Linked DNA regions of Drosophila melanogaster: region 1 is linked to region 2. Evidence: chromatin contacts called from public HiChIP or PLAC-seq data. All regions are on one chromosome and are shown on one strand. Each heading gives the region's core, a stretch centred on a gene start, on an enhancer-like site or on the middle of the called end of the contact. The rest is flanking DNA. Distances are from core to core; before and after follow the strand shown.

Region 1 (5,107 bases), core at 324-2,823, 360 kb after region 2:
CCTGCATCTTTGGGGACATGCGAGTGGACAGGTGTCCTATCGTGCGGCTCATAAATGTTGCTTAAATTTAAATTACCCCTGTCGGTGACGTACGTAGAATAAATGTTTGACCTTTGACATTTGAGACTTTTGAGTTTCTGTCACGAAAAGCGCTTTCTTACTTCTGTCTACAAGGGAAAACATACATAAACACTCAAAGTATCGAATAACCATAATAGGCTTTTCATTTTAGGTGATTTGTGTTTGGACTACACTTTTAGTCTAATATATGACTGTATAGTTATTTTAAGTACAAAAAACGGCACTTGAAGTGATTTCTGTTGCTTAAATAAACTTTTGAAGTAAAAAACAGTTCGTTTTCTTATCAGTCAGTGAAAAGGCAAAAAATAAAATGATTTGCAAAGGAAACAGAGGTAGGAGGGAGGAAAAGCTTCAATAAAAAAGACAACCATTTTTTATCTTATAAATTTATAACCCCAATTTCGATAATTTACGATAAATGTTAATACATTCAAAAAGGCGCATTATGTAAATTAACAGCATTAAAAAAAGAACAAATTTCTATGGCATAAATGAGACTAAAACGCAAAGCTGGACGCAAACAATCAGTAGATTAATAAAAATAAATGAAAAATTCACAAACAAGTCGTTTCAACCAAACCGCCCCCTCCCACCGACAAACTATTTACACACGCACACACACGCACACGTACATGCAGTGTGTATTATTCAATTGGATAAAGAATCTATCTCTATCTCGCTCTTCGAGCGCAACTGCGAAAGAGAGAGCATGTTGGGCGGGGGGAGGAATTGCTGTCCAAGGTTAATTTTATTTATCTGCAGCTTGGATTTGAATAAATGAAGCAACTGTGTCCGAGCGGAAACAACGATACACAACGACCCTTTGCGAGTCGCAGTGAATTAGTGGCTATGCCATCGCATAATGCACAATTTAAACTTAAATTGATGGGTATGTGTAAACAGGCAGTGGGACACGCCTATAAGGCCGCCCACTCCACACGACGAAATGGAGAGGGGAAAATGCAATGTACACACCTTCATCACCAGCTCAAAAGGATATTTGTAGACGCGAACGGGTGACTGGAATTTTTGCACCATCTTGCTGCCTTTCAATCGTCCGTTCCGTGTTTTTTATTTCAAATTTTCGTTGCACTGATTGTGGAGTTCGCACTGTTTAAAAAATCAATTTTCACTCTGCGCTTTTCCGTTGCAGTATAATGAGCGCGCGGGGGCGGGGAAGGTGACCAAACTTGGGCACTGGAATACCGAGCTGGGTTTGTTTTTTTGCTCGTGACAGTTCACGCCACTGCTATTTATTTCACTGAGTTGTGTCTGGTATCCGTTGGCTCCTAGCGTAGGAGTTCTAGAGAACCGCCTGGCCGTGGAAAACAGAGAAAGCCTTTCTCCGAGTTTGATTAACAGACGCCAATGGTGTGACCGCTTTTCGCTAGGTGGCATTCGCCCTGGAAAAATATCCGATGAATACCGAAGCTGGTTTACTGTATCTAGGGATTACAATGCACTTGAAATATGCCGTTCACACAGGGCCGCTTGAGAGAGCTGATGCGAAGCGTACACACCGAGTGTATTATATGCAAAAACTTGACAAATTTAAATCAAACAAGCCCCATAAAAACGAAAATGAATTGAGGATGAAAGCTAAAGAACAGTGGAATAATTTTGAATACCTATGCATGCGACATCTCTCGGTAAGTCAATGAAATTTGAATCTTTTTTAAAGCGACACCTGTCGTAATTTGTATGCATTATCAGTTGCGTTACTGCAGTTGTATGGGACTTAAATTGTATCTTTGTTAAATTTATTAGATATAAACAATAAATAATATCGCGAAAATACCGTTAAGCGATAGGTGACCGTCATAGGAGTGGCAACACTGGCTGCACTGCCTCTGCGGAGCGGATAAAACAAATCAAAAATCAATAGCCGGGGGATCGAGTACCCACTGCAGGATGAGCATCGACGACGTCATCTATGTGATCTGCCTGCTGGGCTGCATCGGAGCCGGCAGCTATGTGAAGAAGATCGCGGACGAGGGCCAGCGCAAGCTGGTGTCCACTGGGCTAGGCGTTCTTGTGGTTGTCATTGTCTCGGGGCTCCACAGTCTGCACTGCTTTGTTTCCCTGGCACTGGGCACGGCCGCCGTGCTTCTCGTGCACCCGAGGTTAGTTGGTGATCCTGAACCTGTGGAAAATTACCAATAACCACACTGCTCCCTCTTCCAGCAAGGGTCACCTGGTCACGTTTGCGGTCATGTTTGGCTACCTGGTGTTCTTCCGCATTTTCGACTTCTACTTCGGCATTCCCGGCCACACGAACATGATACAAATGATACTAACACTAAAGGTGGGTTGCATAACCATTCATTGCCATTACTTAGCTCGTAATCCTTGCATCGGCAGGTTTCGGGCATTGCCTTCGAGAAGACTGCCGCCTGGAAGCGACTGCAAGCGCACGACGAGCAAAAGAAGAACGACCAGCGGGATGTGCACCAGGAGAGTCCAATCGAGATCACCGACTACGATGTGGAATTGCAGAGCCTGAGTGCCGCTGAGATCCTGCACTACAGCTTCAACTACATCGGAGTTCTTACAGGTGAAGATTGGACCAGATTCAACCTAGTTTCCTATCCACAAGCACTAAAAATGTAGTCACAATACAACCAGATACCAAAGTCCAATTCAATTGCTGATTGTAAAACATTACACACACATGCTTATAATCGATTTCAACCGCATCAATATAATCATCAGTATCAAGTAGATAATAATTTGTAAATCTGCATTTAAAACGAAACCACTCATGTCCATTGATTGCAGGTCCCTATTATCGGTATCGCACATACAGGGACTACTTTGAGATGCCTTTCAAGACCTACGCTCCAACTGTTGAAGCCACCCTGGAGAAGCTGAAGTACGCCGTCTTCTACTGCGCATTATACCTGGCAACCAACTACATGTGGCCACTGGATGTGAGTGCTTGAGCACACCGCAAAACATTACTAAATTGAATACATTTCAGTATGCGTTGAGTGATGAGTTCTTCAACGATCGCTCCTTTGTGTACCGTTTGCTGTACGTGTGGCCCACGTTCTTCACATTCCGCGCTCGCATCTACACCGGACTCACCCTCAGCGAATGTGTCTGCACAATGGCCGGCTTCGGAGCCTATCCGGATGAATCCGATCCCAACAATGGCGAGGGCCCTCGGAAACGCTATCAGCACCTAAAGCGCGACGCCGATAAGCACACCTACAACTTTACAACGATCGTGAACACCAGGGTTCTGGAGGTGGAAAGATGCTGGACCTTCCGCGAGGGCATGAAGCACTGGAATGTGTGCGTCCAGTATTGGTTGGCTGTCAATGTGTACAAACTCTTCCCCAGCAAAAAGTACAGGTGCGTTTGAATACAAGTATGTTCTATGAAACTAAATAGTTCGATTACTCCACATCGAAGTTCAAATGTTAACTTGTTTCATAGAATCGTAGTTTTTGTTGTTTTACTGCTTGTATTACTCTCGTATTACTCTTGTCGTTGTTGTTCTTTCCCTTTGCTACTGATCGCAGGGTTGGCAGGTATTCCTAGTAGTTACCTAAACTATAAGCTTGACTTATGTTGCCCCTACTAATTAGCATTTGTGATCTTCCTAGGACTGGCGCCACTTTGCTGTGCTCTGCCTACTGGCACGGATTCCGGCCGGGACACTACTTCTGCATCATGGGCGCTCCCTTCTACGTCTCCCTGGAGGACATGTGGGATAAGCTGGTGCGCAAGAGTGCCACCGGCACCAGCCGCAGGGTAATCGATGTCATCTTCTGGATCTTTAAGTGGTTCGCCTTCAGCTACTTGGGCGAGGCCTTCCTGCTCTCCTCCTTTGGCAACATCTGGCGGTTCTATAGCTCTGTCTATCATATTGGCTACATCAGTTGGGCGGCCATGACTGCGTTAGGCTTTTACCTCACCAGCCAGAGAAAAGCGGCCGAACGTAGAAAGAAGCGCGCGGCAGAGAAAGCAGCTGGTGGCGACGGAATCGCCGCCGCAATAGAGAAGGAGAAGGCGCAGTAGAGTGTCCAGTTTGTTGCTACCAAATGGGTAGTTTCCATTCAAAACACAACTTCCTTTAAGTTTTCCAATAGATATTCTATTAGGGGGAAACCGAAAATTTCTTCCTTGAAATTGTATATTATGATGATCAAACGAATTTCTTCTTAGAGATGTTCTTCTCTACATAAGTCACCATTTTAATTATGTACAAAGTGGTCTTGTTACGCCTTCTACCCGCTTCCATCCGCACTTCTTCTGGGGAAGGTGATGATATTGATATGGATAAAATCTAAAATTAGATGCTAAAAAGTTACTAAAGAAATTTTATTATAGATATACATATATTTTAACCAAAGCCTGTGAAATTGGAGTCAAAAGTTATAGAAATATAAAATCCCAATATGATCATTCAATTGAAAACTATAATATAAAAGGAAATACACTAAATATCCCTTTTTGTACGTTTACTTTTTTTATTCGTGGCAACGGAGCTTGCAATGTGTACAGAGAAATTCGAGATTTACACAAAATAATTTTTGCAAAATAGAATACTTGAAATTCGAGTGAAAATTTAAATTTAACAATGTGTGTTGTGTACAAAATATTGGTGCGTTGAAATCCTCTGGAGATTTAAAAACTCAATTAGGGTAAAATGTTTTTTAAATGCCTATTACGATTGAAACTAACTATTTCCATAAAAACTAATTGATATTTTTAAATCTTAAGGGGACCAGACCAATATTTAAATCATTTAGGGAGCCTTTTGTTTATGTTTGTTTGTATGGTTAATATTCGATACCAGCTCGAATTTGATCTAAATTCAATGCGTTTCGATTTCAGTTGTGTTGTCTTGAGCTAACAAATCAGTGTCCTCAGATGTGTGGGTAGCATGGCAAGAGGTTTCCTGTTGCTGATGCGAATATAGATGCGGATGCTGATGCTGTGGTTTGAATCGGGTGGATATCACGCCGAGGATGGTTCATCGGTGACCAGGGACAGGCGGCGTTTAACATCCTGCGTT
Region 2 (4,551 bases), core at 339-2,838:
GTCGCTGGAAATGGGCGGTCCCTCCTCGTTGGTAATAGGCAGGAACTGGAGGCCAGTTACGAACATGGAGTGTGCATGGGGAATGTGGAGCACGCGCTGCAAAACGTAAGCAAAGAATTGGAGTTAAGACTATTAACGTACACTTTGATTAGTTGCCTCTGCTCACCTGCAGACTGAATGCAATGTACATGGATACGCTGCCTGAGAACATCGTGCCGACGGCCACGAATCGACCATCATCCCGCACTGCCAGTGACGAGAGGCTTTCGTCAATGGCCACAGCCTGACGCAGTTGCCCGCTGGCACAGTCCCAGTGCTGCAGGAAGCCACGCTGCTTTCCCACCTTGCCCAGCGGATTGGCAATGGTAAAGAGGCGGTAGTTATCCTTTTGCGCCTCCACGGTTCCGTAGCGGCACCGTTTGAACAGGTACTTGGCCCCCTCGGGCGTTTTCCACTGCAGCTTGTGTTGCAGCTGGCCGCTGGCCAGGTCCCACACCAAGCCCTGTGCATCCTTGGAGATGCTGGCAATTAGCTTGCTGTCGGGACTGAAGTCCAGGTCATCGATCTCCTTGCTGTGTGCCGCCAGCTCGGCGGCCAGCGTCATCTGGGGGAACGTCCAGACGCGCAGTTTTCCGTCCGTGCCGCCAGTGGCCATCAGACGGCCATTACCGCTGATGCGCACCACGCGCTGCAGGGGCTCGGCGCCCTTGAGGAAGTCCGTCTGGATCACATCCGCCGCCTGGATGTCGAAATGCAGTCGCCGAAACTGACGCAATATGTCGGCGGTGGAAAGGGGTGGCCTGTGCCCGTTGGCCACTGGCTCCACGCCCGAGTGTGCGTTTCGCTGGCGCACGTTGCCGTTCTCGTGCGGCCGTTCCTCCGGAGCAGGCTTGCCGTCCCCGACGCCCACACCGTTTCCATTCCCATCCTCTTCGGATTGAACGCGCGGCTGGACGTAGTACATCTGACAGTGCGCCTCCTGGCCGGCGCACAGATAGCCCCTCCGGCCGCCATTGCGCACCGCGAAGTTCATCACCACATTGGCGCCGGTCTCATGGCGCAAAACCTCCTCCGCGCAGAAGTGGCTGCCGTTGTGGTACAGCTCATAGATCTCCTGGAAAGATCAATCGTCGATTAGAAACATCACAAGAATGCGGCGGAGCGAGCTGAGTTCATACAAAGCCGTTCGCCACTCCCGTTTTGCTGGAGCCACCGCCTCCGGCTACCAGAATGTGGCGGCTGGTTAGCATGTCCACGGCGTACAGCGGGAAGTTCACGCGGGCCAGCAGGCCGTCGCTGGGACGGCGGGTGTGGGCCATTATCAATAATATATCACAATCGACCGGACGCTGGGGGCGGAGGGATTGGGGCTGAGTGATTGACTCGAGTTTATCAGCTCTGGCCGCGGGGCAGGCACATCTAATTGGGTCTACCGCTGGCACACTCCGGCTGTTAACTGACTGGGAATTGTGGGTCGATTCAGTGGACGTTAATCATGGGAACTATTTTCTTATTGTGTTTTGGACTGAGAAAGTTGTCTTAAAAATCCACGTACACTGAATAGCGGTGGCAGGGCGAGGTATCGATACATCGATAGGCAGATTGGTGATTGGTGCCATAGCAGTCAGCTGTCTTCAGCTGATGAACAGGGCTGCCAGACTGGTGACGTGAGCAAACAGCTGATGGGCTGCAATGTTAACAGCTGGAAATATCAAAATATTCACAGCTGTTCTCTAATCGATAGGTAACTTTAAAAATTATCGCAATAAGCTTAATGTTTTTAAGTACATAATTGTTAACCATTTTTATATACATAAGAATTCAAGTATATTGCGATATTTATTTTGCAACGCGTATATTGCACCCAGTACGCTGCATAACGTGGCTTGTCTTCTTTACCTTGTACCTTAAGGTACAATATACCATGTACCCTGTTTGAAATGTTCAATGATCCACCTCATAACCAGTACCTACTGGTACCTACCTTTAAGAACGAGATAGGCTTAATTGTACTTGTAATAAAATTTTATTAAAAAGAAAGTAGACAAATTTCTCCCCTGCAACAACTTGAAAAAGGAATTCTTTTTTCCAAGTGAAATAAGAAATTATAATATTTCAGGATTGTCATTAATGCGGTGGAGCTCAGCAGTGGTCTTCCTGGTTCTTTGTTGTGACAAAATGACCTTCAATCGCTGGTGGGCGGCACAAAGGGGACTCCGAAGTCATATTTATATACTCCTTTACGTGGGAGTTATTTATGTATGTACATATATCAGACAAAGGTGTGAAACGTGTTGAACGAGTTATTGTTCAAATCTGCAGCATCTTAAATTCTCTATTAGGTGTTTCTTATTGCTATTTTCTGACTTTTGTCAACTCTGCGTTGATAACTTTATCAGATTTCAATTAAATTTCTCATCAATTTTGCCATAGATCGTATAGGCTGTATTTAAATTTAAATGGGCGTTAAAGTGAAAACTGTCTACTGTCTACGCACCTAAACTAGTTTTGTTATAATTATTTTCATAGTGCGTGAACAAGTTTTTCCGGCACTTTGATCAAATTTCACTTTTATCGAAGTCAAGGTGGCTTAAGTGATATGTCAATATTGTTAACCTGATTCAAGTGGATGTACGTATGTATGTATATTATTTATAATTATTAAATGAATAAAAAGCTTCAAAAAGGAAGACATAATCAAGTTCGTTGTCCTTGTGTTTCTTTTGAAGTGTCACAACACTCATTCGTATTTATTTGAAAAGTTTAGGATCTTACTTTTGGGATTCAACAGACTTTTTTGGGCGTACATAATAAATTCAAAATTGTCATTTGAATTATAACCGACAAAAGAAAACAAACAAAAGACGCACTGGCGCCATCTCTTTTCCACTCGCACAGCTTCCAGGTCAGCAACAACAACAAAGCCCAGCTGGTGCTCACCGATCGCGACGCCGCGTCGCTGCTTTCGTTTTCTTCTCTGCTTTCTGTTTCTTCCTTGCTCATTCGCTTAATTTTCGCCGACGCGATCACAACTGTAAAAAACAACTGCCGAAGTTCTCGCACCGTATTTTAACTGTTAACAATTCAAAAGTGTCCAGTGTGTCTATCGTTATTTGAATGCTATTATTAACTGTACATGTGCTAACTTATTTCATTGGAAAGCAATCTACAGGTGAGTGGCCTCTGAACCTCGAGTGCAATCTGGTTTGATCCAGTGCAAGATCCCTTTTTTCGCCACTGCGCAATTGCACCAACAGCAACTTGCGCAGAGCTCTTTTGTTGCTTTTCCCTCGCGCTTTGTACCTCTTCTTTTTCCCGTAACAAAGTGCAGATCAGTGTGTATGTACGCATTATATGAACTTTGTGTGGTGGTACATTGTACATATGATACACACATAAAGTATGTACTTGAATGTAATTTGAATGCCCTAACGGAGTTGAAAGTGCTGTCAGCGACTATCTAAATTTCTTTAATATGCATATCTATACTCACCTCAACGTACATGAATATTTAGGTATTTAACGCTTTAGTTGCGGCGAACTTAAAGACATACATACATGTTTATGTGTGTGTGTAGTTTCAATGATCATTTTTGATTTGATCATTTAAAATGATTTAATTTTTATATATTATCATTTAAATATGGCAGCAATATACAAACATACATACATATTTCGCTTCACAAAGTTGTGCAAAACGCAACGGGTATATTTTCAAATATCCTGCCCATTTGACTTTAGCAAAAGTACATACAGTTTGTCAAGAAACTGTTTACACACTGTGAAATAAGTTGAATTTTTGACTTTAAAGCTAAAAATTAAGGGTTTTTTGCTTAATTAAACGCAATTTTTTTATAAAATATAATTAAACAATATTTATTTTACTTATAAATCAAAAAAAAAATTAAAAATATTAAATATACAAGAAAATAAACAACAAAATCCAAGTTTACACACTTTTGAGACTGTCAAGAAACTCTTTACATATTTTGTTTTCCTACTTTGTTTTGTTCTTTTTCTTAGAACGAACTCGATTTTTCCGTTATTTTTGGCTTTGCATTGCTTTTTACAACGCTTCTAATGAAATTTGTTGACTTTGCTTGTGAAATTTTGCTAATCAAACGTGCTTAAAGCGAATTATTTTTATAAATTATATTTAATTTATTTTTTGATTTATAAGTAAAATAAATATTGTTTAATTATATTTTATAAAAAAATGGCGTTTAATTAAGCAAAAAACCCTTATTTTTTAGCTTTAAAGTGCGCGATTATTAATTTGTATATCTGGTTTTATTTTTTTTGTTTCTTTTTTGCAGAGCTTTAGTTGTGATACCCCATTTAGTTTCTGTAACATTTTTAATTTCTTTCGAGTCCGAAACAACAGAATTTTAAAATGGTGAACAACACTGTTGATACTGAAGGTAAGTTTTATTTATCTGCTAAGGATTATATTTTATTTTGTTTTGGTCAGCAGTATTGTTTTATTGTACTTTTTATGAATTTAACAGCTTTTGCAAATACCATTTATTGTATTAAAAATAAGTTAAATTT

Evidence for each region. HiChIP or PLAC-seq counts read pairs in DNA pulled down with a chosen protein or histone mark.
Region 1: a contact with region 2 is called in an H3K27ac HiChIP or PLAC-seq map of the Kc167 cell line, with 3 times the contacts expected there. The contact joins the promoter of frj here to the promoter of CG9175 in region 2. A contact is called at or near these places in 2 of 107 Hi-C or Micro-C datasets (the D17-c3 cell line and embryo) and 2 of 6 datasets of contacts at active chromatin or transcription factors (both in the Kc167 cell line).

What each region holds. Positions count from the first base shown.
Region 1 is chr2L:6,454,479-6,459,585 of dm6, forward strand. It overlaps frj (farjavit), which reads left to right and starts at 1,574. Exons shown (of 7, transcript NM_205915.3): 1 at 1,574-1,730; 2 at 1,887-2,204; 3 at 2,266-2,386; 4 at 2,443-2,635; 5 at 2,860-3,011; 6 at 3,062-3,438; 7 at 3,693-4,530. The coding sequence starts at 1,993. The coding sequence ends at 4,107. retm (real-time) reads right to left here and starts at 1,451. Exons shown (of 6, transcript NM_001298743.1): 1 at 1,057-1,451. The coding sequence starts at 1,119. It overlaps Rchy1 (Ring finger and CHY zinc finger domain containing 1), which reads right to left. Exons shown (of 6, transcript NM_135186.2): 6 at 4,537-5,107. The coding sequence ends at 5,050.
Region 2 is chr2L:6,097,378-6,101,928 of dm6, forward strand. It overlaps CG9175, which reads right to left and starts at 1,589. Exons shown (of 5, transcript NM_164681.3): 1 at 1,556-1,589; 2 at 1,179-1,460; 3 at 167-1,114; 4 at 1-96. The coding sequence starts at 1,319. stai (stathmin) reads left to right here and starts at 3,000. Exons shown (of 7, transcript NM_164682.3): 1 at 3,000-3,172; 2 at 4,317-4,421. The coding sequence starts at 4,394.